Regions from separate parts of the Danio rerio genome. Here region 1 is linked to region 2. Evidence: chromatin contacts called from public Hi-C data. All regions are on one chromosome and are shown on one strand. The core of a region is the stretch at or near the end of the contact, and the rest is flanking DNA. Distances in the headings are between cores, read along the strand shown. Region 1 holds the start of dip2bb (disco-interacting protein 2 homolog Bb). Region 2 overlaps dip2bb (disco-interacting protein 2 homolog Bb).

What was found. Hi-C and Micro-C count contacts between places; a contact is called where the count stands out from the background.
Region 1: a contact with region 2 is called in a Hi-C map of an unstated tissue, with 2.8 times the contacts expected there. The contact joins the promoter of dip2bb here to the enhancer-like site in region 2. A contact is called at or near these places in 2 of 18 Hi-C or Micro-C datasets (caudal fin and an unstated tissue).

Annotation. Positions count from the first base shown.
Region 1 is chr6:42,155,221-42,160,694 of GRCz12tu, forward strand. dip2bb (disco-interacting protein 2 homolog Bb) reads right to left here and starts at 1,283. Exons shown (of 38, transcript XM_073954378.1): 1 at 1,048-1,283. The coding sequence starts at 1,132. LOC797114 (rho GTPase-activating protein 1-like) reads right to left here. Exons shown (of 7, transcript XM_073954397.1): 2 at 5,278-5,395; 3 at 4,989-5,195; 4 at 4,737-4,914; 5 at 4,442-4,568; 6 at 4,222-4,301; 7 at 3,563-4,070. The coding sequence ends at 3,905.
Region 2 is chr6:42,113,606-42,119,066 of GRCz12tu, forward strand. It overlaps dip2bb (disco-interacting protein 2 homolog Bb), which reads right to left. Exons shown (of 38, transcript XM_073954378.1): 7 at 5,002-5,121; 8 at 3,250-3,447; 9 at 3,074-3,165; 10 at 2,028-2,138; 11 at 1,796-1,919. Among named protein-coding and RNA genes, the nearest start is that of si:dkeyp-80d11.1, 32 kb to the left of the region's middle. Within about 2 kb of position 3,331, at least 3 of the 62 cell types and tissues checked have an H3K27ac peak or open chromatin away from gene starts, as enhancers often do.

The DNA.
Region 1 (5,474 bases), core at 33-2,532, 40 kb after region 2:
TATCGGCCGATCATTATGACAAAGAATCAGTACTCGGTCTCAATTGCAAAAATCCTGATAGGAGCATCCCTAGTTTATGTTTATGTTGTAATTTACTAATCATAATGTATATCTTAATTAACAAATACTGTTATAATAAACCATAAACATTGGTAGAATTCAAGATAACTTGAAAAGGAATAAGTAACAGCGTCTTATGTATACTAGTAAAAGATACAAGTTAGTATTCACTTATTATTAGTTGAAAGAAATAAGTGCTAGTGAAGTACCAACTAATTAAACCACCCTGAATGTTAAATTAGCTTGCCATACATGACCTCTCATTGAATCTACATGGGTGTTGATGATTGTGTATGAAGAAAAAAGGTATGTATGTCTATTAATAGCACAGTCAATGTGTGAAGCACTTCGTTCATTAATAAAGCATTGATTCTTTGGATGAATTTTAGTATACCCATTATTGATTTCCTATAAACTATAACATCAGCAATATGGGTTATAGAAATAGAGAGCGAGTGACTATTACTAAAGCTATTGTTTACTCATTTAAATATGTGTTCATTAGGCTAACATAGAAATAACTACCAAACGCAAAACTACCGTTAAACTCTGCTAGTTGGTCAAGTCATGAAGAGAGAACACATATGCAGAATCACCGTGGCCTGTAAATAAGCACATAATTATGCTTCACAGACACTGTGTTTTTGTTTTACACAATGTAACAGCAGATAACCAAAGCTTTTAAGGCGATGTCAGAACAATTAAAGAGAAACACCAAGCGGAATATAGGTTTCAAATGCGAAAAACGCGACGTCAAAGCAATGAGGTGCTGAAAAAGAGGTCAGTATGTTTCCGCGAGCGGCGGCGACATTGAAGCATCATCACCATCACGGAACCTGTATGTGTGTGCGTCTCTCTCTCTTCCTCTATCTCTCTGTGTGATGCTCGCACCGAGGATGCACGACTGATCCTGACAAATCAACACATATCCATCCAAAAGCACACATTAAGACAAGGGAGAAGCGTCGCCGTTGTTTAAAGGCTTACCCTCAGACAGCTCCAGGTCCAGTTCAGCGAGCTGCTCCCGGACCTCTTGCGGGAGAGCGGACACATCCACACCGCGCTCCGCCATTATGGCCCGAAACCGCGAGGAAAGAAAGGCGCAGAGCGGTTTCCCGACAACAAAAACACCCGTGTCCTCCTCACAGTGTATAACGACTGGTGTTAGAAAGCAGACCGAGCTCCATCACCTCCGCCATGCCGAGAGAGAAATCCCTACCGATGGGAGAGTCACATGACCAGCGCTCGGGATGAGGAGTCTGAGCTCTGCAGCCGCGGCGGGTTTGCTCCCTCTGCTGTGGCGAGAGAGAATCTTTATCTCATGTAACACCATGAAATCAAACACTGCCATAGTTCTAGTGAATGGCTTTACATTGAATAATATTAATTTGCCCTAAATTATTCACTCACATTTGTTTTCTAAATAAGTAGGTTGAGTTTCTTCACGTGAAGCACAAAATGAGATATTCTGAAGAACCTTCACGCAGCTCTTTTCCACAACGCTACTTTATGGCAAGGCAAGGTTGTCAAAAAAAAATGAGCTTTTAAACAAGGTAGGAGTGAATAAATAACCGAATTATTTGTATTTCGGGTTAACTACCTTACTACGTTGTTATTTTGGTTTATCAGATTCTTAAATGTAGTTTTAAAAATAATTAGTTAATAAAAATTAAGTTACAGTTATCAAGAAATATGTTTATTACTAGTTAAAATTTCATTTTTGATATCATGAATGTTTTCGTAATGATGTCATTTTTGATATCAAGAATTCAGGTTTGTACTAGTGGTTATGCAATTCCTGATATCAAAAATCAGCTTTTTTAATATCAAAAATGTAATTGTTGACATCAAAAAATAATGTTCAGCCGTTTTGACTTAATTTATTCTCAGTATATGCAGTTTTGATATCAAAAATGTAATTCTTGATATCAACAAGTAAATTGTTGATATCAAGTCTGCATTCCTGATATCAGAAACTAAATTGTTGATCTCAAGAATTATATTGTTACTAGTAAAAATGTCAATTCCTGATATCAAAAACTTAATTTCACTTGTTGAAATGTTAATTCTTGATATCTGCAATTATATTTCAACATGTTACATTTTTTATTTCTAATATCTAAAAATGTATTTCTGATATCAACAATTAGGAAACAAATTTTTTATGTCAACAATTACTAATTTGACTAATAACAATTACATTCATGATATCAGAAATTAGGAGACGCAGTGGGTAGTGCTGTCGGCTCACAGCAAGAAGGTCGCTATTTCGAGCCTCGGCTGGGTCAGTTGGCATTTCTGTCTGGAGTTTGCATGTATCCTCCGGGTGCTCCGTTTTCCCCCACAGTCCAAAGACATGCAGTACAGGTGAATTGGGTAGGCTAAATTGTCCATAGTTTATGAGTGTGAATGAGTTTCCCAGTGAAGGGTTGCGGCTGGAAGGGCATCCGCTGCGTAAAAGACGTGCTGGACTAAGCCAAAAAAAATGAATGAATGAATGAATGATATCAGAAATTAACATTGTCACTAGTGACAAACTGATTGTAAACAATTTGTGATAATGTACTTCAAATGTATTATGACTTTATTTTATAACCCATATGACAACTGCTTAGTTCCTTGTTTTTGTTTCTATTTTTCCCCTTCTGTCATTTTTTTCCTCTTCAAAATAAAAAAAGTTATGAAAAAAGAACTAACATATTGATACAAACGTCTAAAAAGCTTTCTTTTGATTTTACAAGCACTATATTACTGCAATATATGATTGATGTTACAGTCAATGTCCTTTTGCCATCTAGAATGAGAATATCATATTGAGTAAAGGCGAATTGGAAATTAATTATTGTGATCCAACATTAGCTTTGCACTTATGGATGACATGATAATTCATTTCAGGTGAAGGATAATCCACTTACATCCAAAACAAGTTGTATGATCTTTATAGCATGTGCTTTATATACACATTGCTGCTGATTGGACATTTTTGACACACCCACTAAACATGAGACTATATTAATAGTGAATGACAGGGATTTTCTGCACAATGAGTATCGGTGACAGTGTTACTCGTGTTACTGTATTTGAGGTAATAGTTGCAACGATTGACATGATTTCATCATTATTATTGTATTTGTTTATGTAGAATTTCAATAGCAGACTAACAAATGTTGTTCATGATGCTACAGTCTATTTTTGTGTAAAACCCAATGCCATAATTAGGGTGGTTTCAGAACTTAAATTAAAAGCTAGAAAAAAATTATCCAAATATTAAATATAAAAGTTAATTAAAATACATCATGATAAAACATTTACACTTTTGCACACTTAAAATATCAATGCAGTTAGTTGCTGTTAATTTATCAGGTTTAGGGTGTTCTTATGTGAACGGTTTTGTAACACCCATGTTTATGATGTTGTTAATCCATTTAAGGATATGAACATTTGAGTACAAAAAAACATACGTATAGAGTATGCAGACATAAAGACAGAGAGAGACACCAACTGACTGAAGATGACAAGCTTTATTTCAGACAGCTTCTGATTCAGAATCAGCATCTGCCTTGTCTTTGTCTTCATAATCAAATCTGTGATTGCACCTCACATCCAGCAGCTCCAGTGATCCTCAACAGCACGCATTGCTTTCTGATGAGCATCACCACACTGCATCGCACTGGTCTCATTCAGAAATCCTCACCACAGCTTCACTTTCAGTTTACCTCATCGGCTCCATTGACTTCTGGCGACCCTTACCAGCTCTCAGTTTCACTTGGTGACCCTCACCAACGTCTGTGCCTTCTGGTGACCCTCACCGACCCCTTTATTTACTGGTGACTCTCACCATCCCTCAGTCTCTCACTGGCTGTGGAGACTTGCATTGAACATCACCAGCCCCAGAGGGTTGTTCACCATCTTCCACTTTGCGCCTGCCATTGCGGGAGCCAAATTTTTGCCAAAAATGCAAAAATCGTCTTCTCAGACGCTCAAGTCGCCCAATTTTTGGTGGCTTTGAGCTTTAAAAAAAAAACACATCACAAGCATGAATATGGATGATTAGCATTCCACAATACATCAATATAAACATATGTGTGTACATTTATTGGGGTATATGAGGTATGTGAGCAGTATCAGTCTGTAGTGTGTGTTTGTGTTCAGAATCTGTACCTGGTCTCTGTGAGAAGCACCTGCTGGACACACTTTTCAGGAGTGAAGTCCCCTCCCGCCTCAGACACACTGTCTCCCTCCTCAAACACACAAAGTAAACCAAACCAAAATAATGATCTATCATCGTTTTCATCAGTTGAACACCATTCTGATTCAATTCAAAAACCTGTCACACACACACAGATGGTTTTATTTGAAACAAACACAAGTATAAACTTACTGCCATGTTGGTGGCAGATGCTTGAGGGTACATATTGGGCAGTAGATGCCTGAGGTTGTCCAGCATGTACTCTGTGAAGCTGATACACATCTCCTCTTCCTCAAGCTTTGTGGGGCCTTGAGGAACACTACACACACACACACACACACACACACATAACAAAAACATGTTACATTAATAAAAGTACCAGACACCCATCTATCTATTATGACTGACAGCTCCATTTCACACAGACTTTAAGTTTTGTCATAATGCACAGACACCATCAGATGAATACAGATATACAAACACTTACTGAAAGAGGATCGGCCCAAATTCTATCGACAGGTTGGTGGTGGTCATGCGGTTGGCATGACTCTCGGCAGCCACTCGGGACAGGAAGAACGTTAGAAAGCAGAGGATGTTGTAATTTTCCTCTGGAATGGTATCCAGTATTTTCTTCACTGCCTTGTGACGTTTGCTAAGTCTGAACACTGCAAGATAAAATATTTCCAGAGTTAAACAATTTGATAAAACTATTTTGATAGCTCCCAAAACCTTCACTTACTCCTGAACACTTCCAGCAGTTCAATCCTGAATGGCTCTGGAATGAGACCACCTGGAAGAGTCCTGAGGAAATGTTTCAAGACGTAGGCTGAGGAATGAACATCCTCAATGCTCATCTTTGGAAAGCCTCCGCGATCAAAACATTTCCTCAGTTCATACTGGCGCAATACTGTACCACCAACCCTAAACAGGCCTTTGGTACTGAGGCCTGAACACATATTTCACAAATACAGTCTCAGCATTAGTGACAAGCACTTGGAAACACCGTCAAATGCCAAGCCAGCACTCACCATGCTTCTCGAGGAAGCCCACCAGGTGTGTGAAGGCCAGAGGAAGCCCCTGTCTCATCTGTCCGGTCTTCCTCAGATGTGACAAGGAAACACCAAACACCTTGCTCGGTGCTTCCTCCTGCACAAGAAAGAGGGTTAAGAATGAGAAATGAGAAAGTGAGTGCACATACAGCTGTCTAATGAATGTGAATTATTAG
Region 2 (5,461 bases), core at 2,081-4,580:
GTTAAATTGGGTAAATAGAAATGTCAGTGATTCATATGTTCATTTCATATTTTTACATTCATTGTACAACAAAATATATACATTTAAGGGGGTAAATAGAAACAAAATACAAATATACAAAATGGATATATGTAATAATTAAATAAATATATTATTAGAGTTTTTTTCTGTGCGTAGGGCTTTCTTGTTTAGAGAGTCTTTGATACTGGTGATGTACAAGCTTATTTCAGTCAGCAATATCCTACAATTCTTATTAGTAAATTTTCATTTAGGGCTGTACGTTGGCACAATGGGTAGCACATTCGCCTCACAGCAAGAAGGTCGTTGGTTCAAGCCCTGGCTGGGTCAGTTGGTATTTCAGTGTGGAGTTTGCATGTTCTTCCCGTGTTTGTTGTGGGTTTCCTCTGGGTGCTCCGGTTTCCCCCACAGTCTAAAGACATGCGCTATAGGTGAATTAAATAAACTAAACTGGCCGTAGAGTATGAGTGTGAATGAGTGTTTATGGATGTTTCCCAGCACTGGGTTGCAACTGGAAGGGCATCCGCTGCGTAAAACAATTGCTGGATAAGTTGGCGGTTCATTCCACGGTGGTGACCCCTGATAAATAAAGGGACTAAGCTGAAGGAAAATAAATGAATGAATGCAATTTCCTTTCCATTACTGGCCTGCAGCTAAAAGGGCATCCACTGCGTAAAACACATGCCTGAATAGTTGGTGGTTCATTTCTAACTAAGCCAGAGGAAAATTAATGAAGATATGAAAAAATTTTCCTTTCGATTAGGATAGACAGTAAAGCCAAAAGGTACATTTTCCCATTTCCCAGATTGGACATTGTTTGTGGTAGCGTACAAAATATTTCCTGTTGTCAGCAGGTGGTGCTATTACTGTAGATTAATATTGTCATGTACTGTAGATGTGTTCAGGCCAAGATCAAATGTGTTCATTTTGGGGCAGATCAGCCATTGCATGACTGTATTGTAACAAATTCCTCTTTTATGGTGAACCATTTGAAACTTGTCAGACCGTCACGGACTTTCGCTCAACTGAAAAACGTCTTCACAATTTAATATATAGCAAACGTTATACAGTTGAATTCAAAATAATTAGCTCTCCTGTAATTTTTTTCTTTTTCAAATATTTCCTAAATGATGTTTAACAGAGCAAGGAATTGTTCACAGTATTTCCTATAATATTTTTTCTTCAGGAGAAAGTCTTATTTGTTTTATTTCAGCTAAAATAAAAGCAGCTTAAAAAAATATATATATATATTAAGTTCAAAATTTTTAGCCCCAATATTTGTCCTGTTGTCTACAGAAAAAACTGTTGTGATGACTTGCCTAATTACCACAACTTGCCTAGTTAACATAATTAACCTAATTAAGCCTTTAAATTGCACTTTAAATTGAATACTAGTATTTTGAAAAATATCTAGTAAAAATATTATATAGCCTCATCATGGGAGAGAAAAAAGCAATCAGTTATTAGATATTAGTTATTAAATCTTAATCTTAAATTATTAAATCTTCTTTCCATTAAACAGAAAGTGGGGGAAAATATACAGAGAGCCTAATAATTTAGGAGGGTGTATAATTCTGTATAATATCACTAAATAATTTGTATTCATTTTGGTTTGGTTTGGCTTTCAATTTTAGTCCAAGAGACATTTTGGAAGGCATTGCTATGATCATTGTGTCCATCAAATTTACATAGAACATAAAACTCTTAACCCAATATAAAATTCCCAACACTCACCAGCTTTTGAAAGGTAATGGATCAGTACTTTGAAGTCTCTGACCTTTAAACTGCAGTATTTCTCCAGTGGGGGTTTTTGGTAAACCCTTCAAGCAGATTTCACTGGTCAAAGCCAGACCCACACCACAGCTGCCTAACAAAAAGCCAACCTGGCTGCTCCCAGCATCCTGTAAAAACACACGGAAATTGTTTCATCGCAATGACAAGTTCAAATGTTAACACTTTATTGGATTTTGAAAGCTCCATTTAATGTATTTTTGTCAAATGTTTGGTACCTTTCGGGACAGTGGAACCTCGATGGGGACAGGAATAACTTCAGCCAACAAACAACCATAAAACGCAACCCAAAACATACCGGGGTCACTGTTAGGATACACCAGCGCCACCTGAATCAAAAACAAAGCCACGTTTGCAAATGATTCAAAGAAAATGCCAGAATAAAAAAAAAACATTGCTTTTATCAATATATACAACAATATGAAGTAAATGACAGTGCTTTTATTAGGTAAAACTAAAATGATATCATTTGTTACTTGCAAAAGCATTTAACAGCATTTAGCAACATGTTAGTTAATAAATGTTTATGTTCTTGTTAATAATGTGTTCATAGAGAATAATATTATTAAATATTAAAAATTGCTGTAAAAGAATTCTTATTTAGTTTATGTTAACTAATGTACTGTATTTGACTATTGACAAATAAAATCTGAAATGAAATGTATCATTACATCTAATGAAAAACTCATAAAATAAATTGAAAAATTATAAAGTAATAAAAACTGCTAAAATAACACTACAATAAAAAAATAAAGCTTAATAAAAATAACATTTAAAAGTATCAAGTATTACCAAATACATAGCATACATTTTAAAACCCAAATTCAAATGAAGACTTCAAACATATAAATAAAAGCTCATTTAAAATATTAATGACTAAAAATAAAAAAACTGTTAAAACTAAACTACAATAAAAATAAAGCTTAATTAATAAAAATAACATTTAAAACTATTAATCAAATCAAATCACTTTTATTGTCACATAATCAGCAGCACGTGTGCTAAGAGGAGTGAAAAGCTTAGTATCACTCATCATTAAAGTATCACTAAACACATAGCATGAATTTTAAAACCCAAATTAAAATTGAAATGTCGTTAAAATAAAAGCTCATTTAAAATATGAAAGACTACTTCAATAGCACATACACACTAAAATAACATTAGTATAAATACTCAAATGACTGAACCGTTTATACACCAGCAAAACATCGTCATGTAATAATCTAAACATGAATTATAGTTTTGTTTGTTTGTTTGTTTTTACTCTGTCTCCTGGTTTGAGGATCTGCTCATTTTTGGTGCCTAGTTTGTTGAGGAGCGTGTAGGCCAGCTTTACACTGCGACTCCACAGTTTCCCTGTCAATCACACACAATCACTCAGCTGTAAAACCAACGCCAGCATCTGCATTCAATCAGCATAAGTGTTTTGCTCCTTCTTACCAAACGTGAGTGTATAGAGTGGTTTTCCTGTAATGTCCAGAGCGGTGAGAGCAGGACTCTTGCCCTGTGTGGCTCCCCATCGCGCTAAAGCTGCCTGGAGGGCAGGAGGCCAGTTACTGACCACACCCAGCGGCTCACCCTTCACCGGGATGATCTGACGGCCTTCGGGCCTCGGGGTGTTCGGATCTGCCCGAGGAACTGAGGAGGACAAACACGTGGGTCAATGCTTTTGCAGCCAGACGACCAAACTTGAAGATGTGTTATTAATGTTGTTATAATATAATTAAATCCCCACTGAATTGCTGAAGGTAATAAGTTACATAACAAAAATAATTATAATAATAACATTGTAAATGCATATAATAATATTGATATTACTGAATTAAATGACTAAAATTAAATCCATAACACCATAACTACCAATACAATCACTACTATGACTAAAATTAGTTATTTTTATTTTATCAAATTACACAGATTATATGAGTAAACATGACTATAATATATTTGAGTAGTAAAATTCATAAAAATATAAATAAATGCATATAATAATAAAATTGTATAATATTGTTATTACTGAAGTAAATGATTAAAATTAAATCAATAACTGTATTTATTTTGAAAAAAGTAAGTTATTAAAGTAAAAATCATAATTATATTATAACTACTAATTCTACCCTTACTATGACTACTAAAATTAGTTATTAATATTTTACCAGTTATACAGATTATATGCATAAATGTCACAATATACATTTGAATAGTAAAAAATCATGAAAAATTTTGTAAATGCATACAATCATAAAATGGTCTTATATTGTTGATATTAAATTAAATGATTTTTTTTAATGTAAAATTTATAATAATAAAACTACTTATTCTACCCCTACTATGACTACTAATATAAATTTTAAATATTTTATCAAATGATACAGATTACATGTGTAAACTTCACAATAATAAAGTTCAACTTTAAAAATCATTAAAAATATAATTAAATGCATATAATAATAAAATTGTATAATATTCCTATTATTGAATTAAAATATTAATGTTAAGTTAAATCTATAACCAAAATTCTTTTGAAAAAAAAATTATTATTGTAAAAAACATTATAATATAACTACTTATAGAACCACTACTATGACTACTAAAATGTACTGTTTTTATTTTATCGAATGATACAGATTATATGTGTAAATATGACTATAATATACCTGAGTACTAAAATTCATAAAAATATAAATAAATGCATATAATAATACAATTGTATGATAATATTGTTTTTACTGAAGTAAATGATTAAAATTAAATCAATAACTGTATTTATTTAAAAAAAAGTTATTAATGGTAAAATCACAATAATATTATAACTGCAAATTCTACCCTTACTATGACTACTAAAATGAGTTATTAATATTAGATAAAATATTATTATTATTATTATTATAACTTTGTATAAACGTATGATTATTATTTTTATAAACCCTTAAAATTAATATTTATGCTTTGCTTTTAACTGTTAAACCACAGGGCTTTTATTTGGAAAGAATACAGCAGGGGAAATTCTCTTTTAAAATACTGGTCCTCTGCAGAGTTTTAACCATTTTCATTAAAAACATTTCAAATGCACAATCTAAGTTCTCTGGACATTGCTAGATTTATGAAAAAAGATGCATTTGTCACTCAATGATGGAGGATTTTAGGCACTGACAACAATTCTTAGCATTCTTTCAGAGCTGATGGACATACCTTCCACAATCTCCTCTTGGTCATCCATGAAGAACTCACTGAGCGGTGGCCGTTTGGGTCGTTTGAGTGTATTTAGAAGCTGCTGGATCTTAGTGGACACACGACTGGACACTGGAACACCTACACCAGCATTGGGGTCAGGCAGGGTGGGATGAGACAAACACACACTGGCACACACACACACACTCTTTCAACTGACCTGGGAGTTCATAAAACATGACTAGAGCGGAAGTACGAATGTATTTAAATGTATCAGACTCTCCTACAGTGGTATTTATCAGTCCTGGACCCAAGATGGCCAGCTATAGCAAAAAAATGCAAATAATTAAACCTAAAATCATACAAACACAACAAATCAAAAGTTTGAGGTCAGTAAGATTTAAAGCAAGGATTTATTAAATGTTGACGATAAAGACTTTTAGCGATACAAAAGTTTATTGTAAATAAAATGTGCTGTTAC